2 separate regions of the Pan troglodytes genome follow, and region 2 is linked to region 1. The links are chromatin contacts, called in public HiChIP or PLAC-seq maps. All regions are on one chromosome and are shown on one strand. The core of a region is the stretch at or near the end of the contact, and the rest is flanking DNA. Distances in the headings are between cores, read along the strand shown.

The links. HiChIP or PLAC-seq counts read pairs in DNA pulled down with a chosen protein or histone mark.
Region 2: an H3K4me3 HiChIP or PLAC-seq map of stem cell-derived excitatory neurons shows a contact between it and region 1, with 7 times the contacts expected there. The contact joins the promoter of PCDH1 here to the promoter of ARAP3 in region 1. A contact is called at or near these places in 2 of 7 Hi-C or Micro-C datasets (induced pluripotent stem cells and stem cell-derived neural progenitor cells), 1 of 1 datasets of contacts at active chromatin or transcription factors (stem cell-derived excitatory neurons) and 1 of 1 other capture datasets (stem cell-derived neural stem cells).

What each region holds. Positions count from the first base shown.
Region 1 is chr4:139,398,823-139,405,971 of NHGRI_mPanTro3-v2.0_pri, reverse strand. It overlaps ARAP3 (ArfGAP with RhoGAP domain, ankyrin repeat and PH domain 3), which reads left to right and starts at 3,039. Exons shown (of 33, transcript XM_009449832.5): 1 at 3,039-3,120; 2 at 4,832-5,340; 3 at 5,481-5,542; 4 at 5,647-5,758. The coding sequence starts at 5,051.
Region 2 is chr4:139,595,004-139,602,152 of NHGRI_mPanTro3-v2.0_pri, reverse strand. It overlaps PCDH1 (protocadherin 1), which reads left to right and starts at 4,012. Exons shown (of 5, transcript XM_009449838.2): 1 at 4,012-4,097. LOC104006583 (a long non-coding RNA gene) reads right to left here and starts at 3,974. Exons shown (of 3, transcript XR_008548089.2): 1 at 1-3,974.

The DNA of each region.
Region 1 (7,149 bases), core at 1,790-4,289:
CCTCAAACTCCTGCTCTCAAACAATCCTCCTGCCTTGGCCTCCCAAAATGCTGGGATTACAGGTGTGAGCCACAGTGCCTAGCCGAGAGACCTTGTTCTTAATTACTGCATACCATCCACTTTCAGTGAACAAAGTGGCCTCCAAAGTGATTGTGGCTTAATAGTCTATCATTTGAGTGGGGAACAAATCGAGACATGGAAGGGGCTATTGAAGAATTCCCTTCCACATCTCCTCATTGCTTCGTTCTTCCTCTTCCTCTGCTCACTAGTGTCCCTTTTGTCCTATGTGTTAAGATTAAGATTTAAGATTTACTAATTTCGGCCGGGCATGGTGGCTCATGCCTGTAATCCCAGCACTTTGGGAGGCTGAGGTGGGTGGATCACCTGAGGTCAGGAGTTTGAGACCAGCCTGGCCAACATGGTGAAACCCTGTCTCTACTAAAATACAAAAATTAGCTGGGTGTGGTGGCAGGCACCTGTAATCCCAGCTACTCGGGAGGCTGAGGCACAAGGCTGAGGCACGAGAATCGCTTGAACTCAGGAAGACACAAGCCAGGGGTCAGAAGCCTCCACCTGCCCCATATCATTGAGCCAAAGAAGGGAAGTGGGGTCTGAGGGAGGAAGCCAGGTCTCCCTCTCTGTGGCTCTGCCCCATCATCTGGCATTGGTGTCCTTAACTTGGAGTCAGTGGACTTGGATGGGAAAAGAATATTACTTTCACTAATCTCTAGCTGAAATTTAACATTTCCTCCAATTATGACAATAGCAACAAACCAGTCATTTTAGCCATAACTATGGCTTTGTCACCAGTAGAAATCACATATATTTTTATATCATATTACAATATTGCAGATCTTTTGAAATACCATTTATGCTCATCACTGCATCAAAGTTATGTGAGGTATCAACCTACCACTAGATCTTATTTAAAGCATTAATAAATAAGCACATATATTACTATATCACATCGGTTTTATATGTGTATTACAACATAATTGGTTTCCTTTGTAATCCTATATATTTTATTTTATGCATTTTAAAATATTATTCTGAGATGAGGCCACATACTTTACCGTATTGCCAAAGGAGAACATGGCACAAAAAGGTTCAGAACTCTTGCATCTAGCCCCTGACCCAAACTCCCCGGCATCCATTCCTCAAAACTCCCTGTGCCCTTTACTGTCTTTTCCTGCTCCCTTATTTTGCTGGGTTAGTCTGAGTCCCTTAAAGAAGAAGCTGCCAAGGCAGAATGCAAGGATTTGACTAGGGGAGATGCCTGTGAGAGAGGAAGGGAGCCTGGAGCTAGGAGAGCTGTGAAGGAGAGAGAGAAGGAATAAAGGTTGAGAGGAGCATCCTAAAACACCAGTCAAAGGAAAGTTCAGCAAAGCCATTGGGAAATCTTGATCCAAAGTCAGCTGTCAAAGGAGTCCCCTATCTCCCAGGAATGGGTCTGCCTTAGGATCTCTGCTGAGCTCTGTCACTGGCTGGGAGCAGCCCAGTGGGAAGCTGGCCTTAGATTTCAGAGAGAAGCAGCTGGGGCCATTGGTTAATTTCACTCCTCACAGTGTAAGATCTGTGAGGAGCATTCTCACTGCCACCACAGTTGCCCATCCGAAAAAAAGGACATGGTGCAGGGGTCCTGTCCAGGGTGGTAGGTGAGCATGGTAGTTATAGATATAGACTTGGAGGGTTGGCTATTTTCTAGCTGCAGAGTCTTGAGCAAGTTATTTAATGCTCCCTGTCTCCTTATATGTAAAATAGAGGTGATAAAATTTCCTATTTGTAGGGATATTTGTGAGGATTAAAGTTTGCAAAGCAATGTTTACATAGATCCTGGAGCACAGTCAGCTCTCAATAATTGGTAGCCCTTATTATGGCTATTGCAATTATTATTTTATTACTATAATTCTCTTTCTCAAAGGGAAGGCCGGGAAAGTGGGGCTCCAGTAGGCTGAAGATGACAGTCCCTCCCCTAGCTGAGGCAGCTGGAAGAGGTGGGAACCACTTCCTCCCACTCCCCTCTTCTTCCCCTGAGGCAGGGGTCTTCCCCTAGCTACTGACAGTTCCTGTGTCTGCTGACTCACAGCCAACTTCCTCTCATACAAACAGGAAAACACAGCCGGCCAGCGCCCCCGCCACCCCCAACACATACACACATACACACATACACACACACACACACACACAAACACCCCCCCCCCCAACCCAAACACTGGTCCTGCTCAGAGAGGGAAGTGCCTCCGCCCCCGGGAGACAGGCTCCAGGACCGGGGTTCCGGCAAGATTAGCGAAGGAGAGAAGGGCCATTCCTCCTCAGGCCTCCCCGGCATCCCCCCTGAAATTTTAGGGTGGGAGTTGGGGAGAAGGGGCGGCTTCTCCCATGAATGAAACAGCTGCTTGCTTGGTCACTGAGCTTGCAGGGCGTCCGCCTGTCCCAAAAAGGCAGCCCCAAACCTTGGTTTGGAAGTAGGGATGTGCCTTGCGGACCTTCATCCCTCGAAGGAACCTAGGCCGGGCCCTTGGGGATGGAAGTGGGGAGAAACAGACGGGTACCCCTCTGCTGGGCCTCTGCGCTTGTTGCCCAGGCCAAGTCTCAATTCTGGATGTCCAGCTTCCGTCCCCACACTAAACTAGTTGCCAGGGTCCAGCCACCCTTCTGGGCGTGGGAGAGGTGCCCTGGGGGATTAGGGCTCGACCTTTCCTCCTCCCTTTTGGCAGGACTGGAGGGCATGGGAGCAGCGGAGAGGATGCAAAGCCGTCCCTGGCACTCTCCCTTTCTCAGTTTCTACCTCCGTCCCAATCTCCGTCCCGGTCTCTGCCTCTTTGTCCCTCTCCCTGAGGTTGTCTTCGTCCCAACGTGTTCTGGTCCTTTCTCGGCCTGCGAGAGGGCAGACTGGGGGCAGACTCGGAGATAAGCGCGGCGGTTGGGCAAGAAGCCCAAACCCTTTGGAGGCCTGCGCTTGCACAAGGAGTGGCCGGGGCCCCGCGGAGGGAACCGGCCGGGCGGGGCGGGGCTGGGCCCGTCGAGGGAGGGCAGAGGGGAGGCGGGGCCGGCGCGGCGGGACCCAGAACCTCGGACGAGCGGCGGGCACCCGCGAGCGGACGGCGGCCGCGTAGTGAGGTGAGGATCCCCGCGCCCCCCGGGTCCCTGCTTCCCAGACTCCTCCCCATCACCTTCTCGAGGGCCTTCGTGGGCTCCCAGGCCCCCTCGGCGCCGGCGGCCCTCCCCATCCCTGCCACGACCCGCCCCTCCCTCCTGCTGCCCGGCCTCTGCCTCATCCCTCCTCGCCCCCTCCCTCGTCGCAGCCTGCGCTGCCCGCCACTGCCCGCCCCGCCCCCGCCACTCCTGTCCCGCGAGCACCTCAGCTCCCAGCCCCGTGCTGTCGAGCCCGGCCTGAGTCACCGGGAAACCGGGCCCTGAGTCAGGGCCCGAGGCTCAGCACGCGGGCCCTGGCTTGGGAATGAGGCCCAGCTGGAGAGAGGCAGAGGGAGGCCAGCAGTGATGCTGGGACGGAGAGGGCGTCCTGGTCATCGACAGAGCACAAGAGTAACAGGGAGAGAGCCTAGGCCGAGGCGGAAGACAGAAACCCAGGCTCAGAGGCAGACAGAGACACAGATACAACTCAAGATCTGGTTAGAATTGTAGACTGAGTCAAGGACAAGCTTAATGACAGAGAGCAAAACAGGGTGGGACAAGGAGAGGGACAAAGAAGAATTGAGAGGTTGAGATGGAATGGGGCAGGGACAGTGACAAGGCAGAGATAAAACTCAGGGGCCACAGAATTAGAGACAGGTCTATGAAATAGACCAGGGTCAGGGTCGGGGTCAGGCTGGTGGAAGGGGGACAGAGCACAGAGACCTGAGCCCAAGGGAATGAGCAGGGAAAAGGCAAGCTCAGAAAAGGAAGGCTTGGAGAAAGCAGAGGTGGGGGGATGGCATTTCACACTGCCAAATCGCTACAGGGCATGTGCACACACAGGTGAACAGCATGTGAACATGCTGCCGGTGGGCAAAGAGTCCAGAAGCCTCTGGAGTACCCCTGACCAGAGGTCAGGCCTCATCTCTCTGGCCTGGTTCTCCATCCCCATCCTTATTCTTCAATTAGCCTCCACCCAGGGCCGGGACCCCACACATTAGGACTGGTTAGGGCTCTCCCGGCAGCCTGACCAAAGCAGGCAGGATGTGGAGGCGGCCAGGGCTGGAGGGACAGGAAGGAAGTCTGAGCAGAGACAATAGGTGGAAGGGGAGGAGGGACTGGGAACAACCAGGATTAGGATGGCAGGCCTGCATACATCGGCTCTGGAAACAAGAGGGAGGGGGCGTCTGCACCTCCTTCCTCCTATCTAGGCTGCCCCTCTCCCCACCTTACTCCAGAGCTGATTGGCCACATCATTGGCCCCTCCTCTGCATCTCCCTATCCCACTGTGCCCCACAGCATTCTAGCATCTTGTCCCATGCTTACTCAGTTGGATGTGCAGTCAGGCAGGAGCAGAGCTTTGACCCAGACCCAGGGTGGGCAGGAACTGAGGGGCCAACTCTAGCACTGACTTACTGTGAACCTGGGGCAAGCCCCTTCCCCTCTCTGGGCCTCAGTTTCCTTAACTTCAAATGAAGTCCCTTCCCTAAGTAGAGAGCCATTGCTGTTGTTCTGGGATGGCTCTGCTTCCAGATCGCAGGCCTTTCAGCATCTTTCTTTGGAGGAAGATTGGAGGCTGGTGCTCACTGTCCAGGCCTCAGACTCTGGGGCAGGGAGGGGGATTCTCAGCCTGAGCCCTCCCTTCACCCTGCCCCTCCCCCCAGCAATGGCCTGAGCCCCCATGGCTGCCCCTCAGGACCTGGACATCGCTGTGTGGCTGGCCACGGTGCACCTGGAGCAGTATGCAGACACGTTCCGACGGCATGGCCTGGCTACAGCAGGTGCAGCCCGGGGCCTGGGCCACGAGGAGCTGAAGCAGTTGGGCATCAGCGCCACAGGGCACCGGAAACGCATTCTACGCCTGCTGCAGACAGGCACCGAAGAGGGCTCCCTGGATCCCAAATCAGATAGTGCCATGGAACCATCCCCCAGCCCAGCCCCGCAAGCCCAGCCCCCTAAGCCCGTGCCGAAGCCCAGGACCGTGTTTGGTGGACTCAGTGGCCCTGCCACCACTCAGAGACCTGGGCTGAGCCCAGCCCTCGGGGGACCAGGAGTGTCCAGGAGCCCAGAGCCCAGCCCAAGGCCCCCTCCTCTCCCCACTTCCTCCTCTGAGCAGTCTTCAGCCCTAAATACTGTGGAGATGATGCCTAATTCCATCTACTTTGGCCTGGACTCAAGAGGCAGGGCACAGGCAGCTCAGGACAAGTGAGTGGAGTTGGCTCCCTAGGGACTGATGCTGGGAGGAGTGGGGAGGAGAGCATGAGGGGGACTGAGGCGGGGAGCAGGGCATGAAGGCTTGTTCTTCCTCCTCTCTCCTTAAGTAACCAATAGACCTTTCCATTCAGGGCCCCAGACAGCTCCCAAATCTCTGCCCCCACCCCTGCCCTCAGGCCCACAACAGGCACAGGTAACTGGGTTATCACGGGTTGGGGGAGAGGGATAGTGCCGGCAGGACCTCATACACTCCCAGCGATCTCCTCTTCCTTGTGCGTTCCCCTCTCCTCCTGCCAGTGCACATCATGGATCCTGGTTGCCTGTACTATGGTGTCCAACCTGTGGGGACTCCAGGAGCCCCCGACAGAAGAGAGAGCAGAGGTGTTTGTCAGGACAGGGCTGAACACAGGTGAGTACTAAATAGGGAAGTGGTGGGAGGGAGGAGCAGGTGAGTCGGTGGCGGCCATGTATCCAGTTATTCAACAAATGTGCATTGAGTATTCACCAGCCAGGCACTCAAGATACAGGATGAGTATCACAGACCCAGTGCCACCCTCAGGCAGCTTGTGACTCAGTGGGACAGACAGGGAATAAAACAAGTAGACAAACCAATGGTCATATAATGGAAAATTGGGAGAAGTGCTTTTCTTTCTTTCTTTCTTTTTGAGACGGAGTCTTGCCTTGTTGCCCAGATTGGAGTGCAGTGGCACAATCTCGGCTCACTGCAACCTCCCCCTCCTGGGTTCAAGCGATTCTCCTGTCTCAGGCTCCCGAGTAGCTGGGATTACAGGTGCGTGCCACCATGCCCGGCTAATTTTTGTATTTTTAGTAGAGATGGGGTTTCGCCATGTTGGCCAGGCTGGTCTCGAACTCCTGACCTCAGGTGATCCTACCTCCTTGGCCTCCCAAAGTGCTGGGATTACAGGCATGAGCCACTGTGCCCAACCAGGAGAAGTGCTTTTCATTTTTTCATTCAACAAATATTTATTGAGCAACTATCATGCACCGGATGTAGATGCTTGGGATAGATCAGCGTACACAGAAATCCCTGCCCTTGTGGGGAGATAGTCCATTAACAATAAACATAATACATTAAATACTATAGAACGTTAAAAGGTATTAAGTGCCATGGAAAAAATAGAGCAGAGTAAGAGGGCTGGGGGGTTGGCTGGGCATGGTGGCTCACACCTGTAATCCCAGCACTTTGGGAGGCTGAGGCAGACGGATCACCTGAGGTCAGGAGTTTGAGACCAGCCTGGCCAACAGGATGAAACTCCGTAAAAATACAAAAATTAGCCAGGTGCGGTGGTGGACGCCTATAATCCCAGCTACTTAGGAGGCTGAGGAAGGAGAATTGCTTGAACCTGGGAGGTGGAGGTAGCAGTGACTAAGAAAAAAAAAAAGAGGGCTTGGGGGCAAAATGGGTGGACTGCAATTTTTCATTTACAGTTAGCGGAGCGTTAAGAAGATGACATTTGATCAAAAACTTGAAGGAGGTGAAGGAGTTAGCCATGAAGATAACTGGGGAAGAGTGCCCCGGTAGGGCAAGTGATTGGAACAGAGGCCTCAAGGCGGGTGTGTGCCCAAGGGGATCCAGGAGCAGTGAGGAGGCCAGGCCATCTTGGCTGGGGCAGGTGGGCCACGGTGGGAGGAATGGCAGGAGATGAAGTCAGAGAGGTAAAAGAGGCCAGATAAGGGTCGGGCACAGTGGCTCATGCCTGTAATCCCAGCACTTTGGGAGGCCAAGGTTGGCGGACCACCTGAGTTCAGGAGTTTGAGAGCAGCCTAGCCAACATGGTG
Region 2 (7,149 bases), core at 2,763-5,262, 200 kb before region 1:
CCTGCTCCTGTCTCCCCTCCACTTCTTGCACTGCACAGCCTACCCAGTTTCTATGGAAACAGGCTGGGAAGGCACTGCCAGGAGGCCAAGGCCACTACAGCTCTTGGGGGGAGGGGAAGATAGAAATGGAAAGAGAGATGCAGGAGGCGAGTTCTGGCCATTCCCGGAAGCGGGTGGAGATCTGTTGGGAGTGAGCCTTCACTGCCAGAGGGGTGGGGCAGAAGGAGAGGTGTGATTAAGTGATGTGACTGAGACAGAGTTGAGGGGCTCCTCCTCATTCCCCCAATTCCCAGTGCTCCAGACATCTAGACAAGCCTCCTCAGAGGGGAAAGTGGTGGATGAAGAAGGAAAAGAGACAGGTAGTACCAAGAGCTCTGCCCATTTCTAACTTATGTGAGGCTCTATCCTTTTACCCCTCCTGGGGACATGCCCACTTGAGAGGAGGTCTCCAGGGAACTAGAAGGCTCCCAAGAAGTGGGAGGGAAAATTGGAGTGCAGTGTGAGTGGTCAGGGATGTTCAGGAATCTCCCCTAGGAAGGTGAGCTAGAGGTGGGCAGAGGCCTCGGAATGTCAGCTACTTTTATGGTACCCCTCTCTGGCACCTCCACTGAGGAGTTGGTAGGGGGCTGGAGACTGTCAGCTTCCTCCCCTCTGTTCATCCCATCAGAATGTTGGGCTGTGAGAAAACAAAAGTGGCCTAGTGGGGGTTGGGTGCAGAGAAAGGGAGATAAGCCTAAGGCAAGAAGGGCCAGAAGAGGGGTGGGTGAATGAGTGAGTGCGGATGCTTGTGGCTAGGGCAGGGAGGGAGCTTCTTAGAAGCTTCATCTGCCAGCTCCTGGGAAGTGATCCCCAGCCCTCACCCTCTCCCGATGCTCCCACCTCAGGCAAAGCTGCCCCTTGGACAGGAACTATTGGAAATCTCAGAGTCCTAGGAGATTGTGCTGTGGGGGATTCCTTGGAAAGGGGCCCTCTAGGTTATCAGAATGTTCAGCAAAGCTTCCCTGGGGGAGAGGGGTAGTGAAACAGGTACCCTGGAGCCTAGGGTTTCCTGGATCTGAGCCATCGGCTCTCCCTCAACCATAGTTCCCAGAACAGTCGTCTTGGTGTTTGCTTATTTTGGTTATTTTTTGATCAGATATTTTGGCACTGAGCACACTGCCTCCTGTTGCCATGGCAGCCGTGACAGGGGCTGAGGCACCGTGAGAAAAATACCAAAATTAATGAGTGAGCGAAAGTGCAGCCGAGAGAAAAACAAGGTTAAAAAAAGAGTTAAAACAGTAATGAAAACAGGCTTTCCAGCTCCACAGCAGAGCAGCTGCTGAGGCCTCCCCAGAGCAGCAGCCCCCACCCAGCCTAGGGCTCCTGGCATCTCCCAGACCTCAAGGCAGGACTCACTTGGCTTCCCCACCCAGCTCGTCACTGACCCAGCAACAGCCACTTGGGGACCACCCTAGGCACAACAGTAGATCAGCTCCAACAGTACATCAGCTTCCATCTCAGGTAGTATCCTGCCTCCCAGAACAGCTTGTCATCTCCTAAACAATAGAGTCTCAGCCACAGCCCCCACACAACAATGGTCCAGCAAAATTACCAGGAAATGGCCTCCTAGCTACACCCAAGCTTTAAAGTTATAGCTGCAGGCATCCCAGCTAGAGTCCAGCACACAGTAACAGCCCAGCCACAATCCTGAGCAACAGCATCTTAGCTATAGCCAATCCCCAGTATGCTGTCATCACAGCTACAGCTCCAGGACCAATAGCGGCTCAGCTACAGTCCCATACACAACAGTAGCTCTGCTCCTATCCCAGGTAACAGCCTGTCTTCCAGGTACAGGCTCCTCTCAACAGCCTCTCATCTCCTAGGACCTAGTCAATGGATCCAGTTACAGTCCCATCTACATCATATTAACAGGGAACAGCTTCTCAGCTACAGCCAGTCTCAGGTGTGCCAGCCTCATATCTATAGCTTCAGGCCCAACAGCTTATCAGTTACAGCCCTCCCTCAACATGCACACACACACCCATATACACACAGCTTGGCGATAGTTTCTCAGGTAATCTTATTGGCTATAGCCTAGGCACACCAGCATCAGAGCACTGCAACAGTGTCCTAAGTACAATCAGAGGCAGCAGCCTTGGTGTTACAGTTCCAGGCCCTACAGCATCCTAGTTCACTTAGCCACAGCCCATCCCAGGTACACGGATATCACAGCAAGCACCCCAACCGTTCCCATACCCAGCATCACCCTGGTTCCAATCCCTGGCCACAGTCTCAGCTGGAACTCAGGCACCATCAGTTTCAGGAGCCTCCCCCAATGCTTCACTTGCCAAGCAGGTCCTCCTCCCACTTTGGTACAGGGCCAAAAGTCTGACTTCTCTCCTCTTCAAATGCCACCTCCCTTGCTCCCCAACCATCCTCCCAGTCCCTGCTTGCTCACCTGCCCTCTTTCCTGGGGAAAAAAGGCCCCAATTCTCATATCTACATTGCCCCTGACTCAGGGGCACAGAGCCCAGCCTGGCAGCTGGGGTAGGAGGGGCTGGGGAGCAGGGAGAAGAGTAGGCACACCCTGGTGCTGCTGCTCTGGCCCAGTTCTGCTCCTACCACTTGGTGCAGAATTTGAGTTTGATGGTGGTGGAGCAGGGAGGATGGAGGCGAACATCTGGGAGATTAGCATTTCCTGCCCAGCTCTGCGGCTGCTGATCCTGCTCAGCCCTGAGCAAGGGAGGAGAACAGAGGAGCCTTTGAATGGCTCCCAGCAAGCAGACCAGGGAGGGTTTGCTGCATTGGGCAGCGGGCACACGCTGGGGGCAGGGAGACCGGGGCAGCTCTTCTGTGGAAGATTTCTTCTCTCTGGGCCACTGATTCCCTCCTCGGAGCTGTGCTCAATGATGTGGAGAGTATGAGCTTTCTAGAGACAGAAAGAAGCTACTTACAGAACAGACCCACCCCCCTCTTTCACCAGATAACCCCATCTCCCATCTAGAGCCCCGCCCCTGGGCTCCTGGGGCTGAGGGATAGAGCAGGGCCCAGGTCAGAAAAGGAGTCCAGTTAAGCAGGGCTGCTCTGGGAGAGATCTTGGACAGACTTTGCTTGCTCTCTTAGCTAACCAGAGATTCCACTTTTACCCTGAAGAGCATCCCACCGAGAGAGGCCAGAGCTGAGAAGAGAAGGAAGTAGAAGAAAGAGGAAAGGCACAGAAGAGTGATAGGAATAGGAAAATGGGGAAGGACAGAGATGGGGAGTCAGAGGCTATGGCAAAAAGAGGCCCAACAACTGGTCATCCCATAACAAGAGCCTTTCCTCACCCAGCACTAGGCCTGGCTAGGGATAACCTTCCTCATTCTTTTGACCTAGAACACTCTGCCTGGGCCTGCAGGCGAAGAAGGCAGGAGGTCCTGTTGAACTGGGACACTTGGTAGCCTGGGTTACCAAACCGCAAGCGCAGGAGAGGGAGTTCCCAAGCTACTCAGAGACCTCTAGATGGCGCCAGAGAGCCAGAGCTGAATGGGAGAAACCGAGTATTGGAGTGTGTGAGACACTGCGTGTGACACCGTGTGTGATTTGGTGAGTGTGAGTGTGATAGGGAGCGTGTGGCACTGCGAGGGCGTGTGACACAGGCCGTGACACTGCGCGGCCTCGCGGGGCAGGGACCCGGTGACTGTATAATGTAAGTCACTGGCAAATACGTGTGGCCGCAGCACTACGCCGTGCAGAGGGCAGGTGATCAGGGGACCCTCGAATAGCCTAAGCTCAGGAGCAGCACTTCGTCTTCACGCTTGTGTATCTTCCCCATCCTCACTCTAGAGCCCCCGGGTCCCATTAGCCTCCTCCTCCCACGGTCCCCTCCATAGCCCCACCCCCACGGCTTACTGCGGCCACCGAGGCTGACCGCTCTGCGGCTTCGGCCGGAGGGGGAGGGGTGGACTTTCCCCGAGCGCAGCGGGAAGGGAGGGCCACACAGGGTGATCGGGGATCTGGGCGGGAAGAGGGTGGATATGGAGGAGCAGGTGCCCAGGGAAGAAGGCGCTGTGGGAGACACTTCCCTTGCCTCGACTTCCCAGGGGGCAGACAGAGCTGGGGACAGGTGTTTGAGTAGGGTAAGGAGGGGAATCCAGGAGCGGTCCTAGATGGAGGCTTGGGTGGGATAAGTGTAAGGTGAGGCGCAGAGGAGGGGACGGCCTGTGTACTGGGCCTCGGGCAGTGAAGAGATGGCAGAGGGAGGGGTCCAGGCTTTGGGGAGCGGTGCTCGGGGTCCCCTCCCAGCCGGACCGGAGCGGTCCCGAGCTCCACCTCCCGGCCGGAGGGGGGGAGGGGGGGCGGGGAGGCGGGCGGGCCGGGAGGGAGGGGGGAGGGAGGGGGCGGGCCGGGCTGTGCGCTCCGCTCTCTGCTGGCTCCGCCGCCGCCGCCGCCGCCGCCGCCGCCGCCGCCGCCGCCTCACACACTCGGGGAGCGGGAGCGCGGCGCGGACGCAAAGCCGCCGGGCTGCTGCGCCCAGAGCCAGCCGGAGCCGGAGCCCGAACTGCAGCGCCAGCCCCAGCCGTGCGGAGCCGCAGCCCGGGCCGGGGCCGGCGGCGGCTCATGGACAGAGGGGCGGGCGGCCGGCGCTGCCCGGAGGCGGGTAAGGATCCGGCGGCGGTGGAGGCAGCAGCGGCTTGGGGCCCGAAGCGGTCATGGCCGGCGGGAGCTGAGGGAGGGGCGCTCGGCGGAGCGAGGCCGCGGGGGCCCAACCCGAGCTCGGCGCGAGGGGGCTGAGGTGGGGGCTGCTGGGAGCCCAGACTAGGGGATGCGGCTGAGGGATTCCGTCCTCCCAGGTCCGCGGCGAGAAGCCGAGGGAGGGGAGGGGGTGCTGAGCAGAACCCTAGTCCCCGCGTCCCGAACCTGGGCGCGCTCGGAGAGACGGGGATAAGGAGACTCCAGGAGCGCGCGGCGTGGAGGATGGGTTTGGGGAAGCGCGCGGCCCCCAGTTTGGTGGGGGTCTCCCGGAGGACGGAGCAAGCAAGGACCCTTGTCCACAACACATACATACACACTTGTTGGGCAACTAGCTCGGCTCACTCAGCCGCTTCCAGCTTCCCGCGGGCACCCAGAGGGCCAGACCGTGGACATATATACACACATACATACATCCGTGCATATGTGCACACAGACATACCTCCCGCACACCAGCGCCCACTGGGGCACCGTCGCCAGCTCAGAATCCGCTTCAGTGCCTGCACGATCAGCAGCACCGACACACAACCCGTGGCTTTACAGAGCAATAACACAACCGGGTGTGACACCCCGCGACGTGGACACACAAACACAATCTCGTGCCCTCATGTACGAGTGTCACAGCCACAGTTCACTACATGAACCCTCAAAACCTAGCCACCCCCCACATTCCTTTAAGGAACACACCCTAGCATATATCATCTCACCCATTTCTTGGCCAGAACATAGGTACACAGCACAGGTCTCCTTGCACCCCTCTACTGCACCCACACAAACACACAACCCAGTATCTCAGCACACGCTTGATGGCACACACTCTAACACAGGAATTGGCACCTACAGCAGCGCCTCACGGTCACAAACACAGAATCCACTGCTTCACCCATCTTAACACTGGGTGTCACACACACCTTAAACCAACAGTGTCACATTACATTACACCCTGCAGCGCATACACACAAACACACACACTCCGTTCCTCTCTCTCGGAGTCCAGATTCAGGCAGGAGAAGCCGCCGGGGTCGCTCGGCGAGCCCCAAGCGCCCCGCCACGTTAATCGCGACATTATTATTGTAAATATCGGCACAGCGGGAAGGCTGGGCCGGCCTGCCGGCTTCCCAGTCGGCGCCTCCCCAACCGCCACTCCCGGGCCGAACCGGCCGGTGTTCCGGGAACAAGCTGGACCTGGCTGGCAAGCCATCCCGCCTCCCCGGAGCTCTGGGGCCCCAGGTTCCTTTGTAGAGGGTGCTAGCCTGGGACGGTGATTGCGACCCTCTTCCAGCCATTTAGCTGAGTTTTCTGAGCCACCTGGGTCTCCAGCACACCTGGGTCCCGCACACCTGGGTTCGTCTCACACCTGGGCGCCCCCTCCGCCTGGTCCCCGCTGTAGGCCAGTGTGTGCGCGGGCAGGCCCTGGAGCCAGAACAGAGATCGCGGCAGGCATAGGAGCAGAATTTGTAGGCGAGGTGGTCTCGCACCCCTTCCCCCCCAGCTACCCTCTGTAAGTCAGAATTCTGGCCTCAGTTTCCCCAACAGTGGTCGGCTACTATTTCTTCTGCCAGGAAAGACTGGGGGCGGCACTGAGGCCTTGGAGGACTGAGCGTAGGGCAAAAAACTCCCTCTGCTCGCCACGAGAGGGTCGGTTTTATGAGAATGTCCCCGCCTAGCCGGGTTCGCGGCTTTGTGATTCCGGCGCCGGCTCCCTCCCCGCCCCCTCCCGGCGCCCGCTGCGCTGCTCGCGACGGCTCCGGCCTGCGGGGGACCCTAGGCCGAGGCCGGAGATGCCGGGGAGGAGGGATTCCCCGCGGTGGCCTGGGTGCGGGGGGCGCAAGGGCTCCCCCAACTAGCCGAGGCGCGTTCTCACCACGCCGCGCCCTAGCCTTGCCTTGGGTTCCTGGAGGCTGGGCGCTGCCGGGGTGGGGGTGGGGCCGCCAGAGCCCAAGAAACTGCCGCCGTCCCCCCTGCCACCCCCTAATCCCCGCAACACACACACACACTCGGCGTCCTCTGGGAGGAGTCGCTCCGCGCGCTGGGTGTGTGCTGGGAGCGCCCGCTGACCAAGGCGGTGCGGACTGGGGCTGCTTGGGTCGCTTCGTGCAGGAAGACGCCGGGAGGCTTCTAGCACCTGCTCTGGGTCAACCCTCGGGAGCTGCCAGGGAAGGGGCCGCCCAGAAAGTTTTTCTGACAAGCCGGAGGTCTAGCTGTGTTTGTAGGGGGTGGGGGGCGCGGGAGTAGGTGGGTGTTACTTTATTGACGTTAGGGTCTGGGGGAATTGGAACCTGTAATTACAACTAGACTAGGGCATGGGGTGGAATCGAGGGGAGAGGCAGACTGGCCCCCAGAGGTGGCCAGAGGCAGTGTGATAGGGAGGCAAGTCTGGATTCAGTTCTGGCCGCATTTAGTTTTTACCCCTTCTCCTACCCACCTCCAATTCCCAAT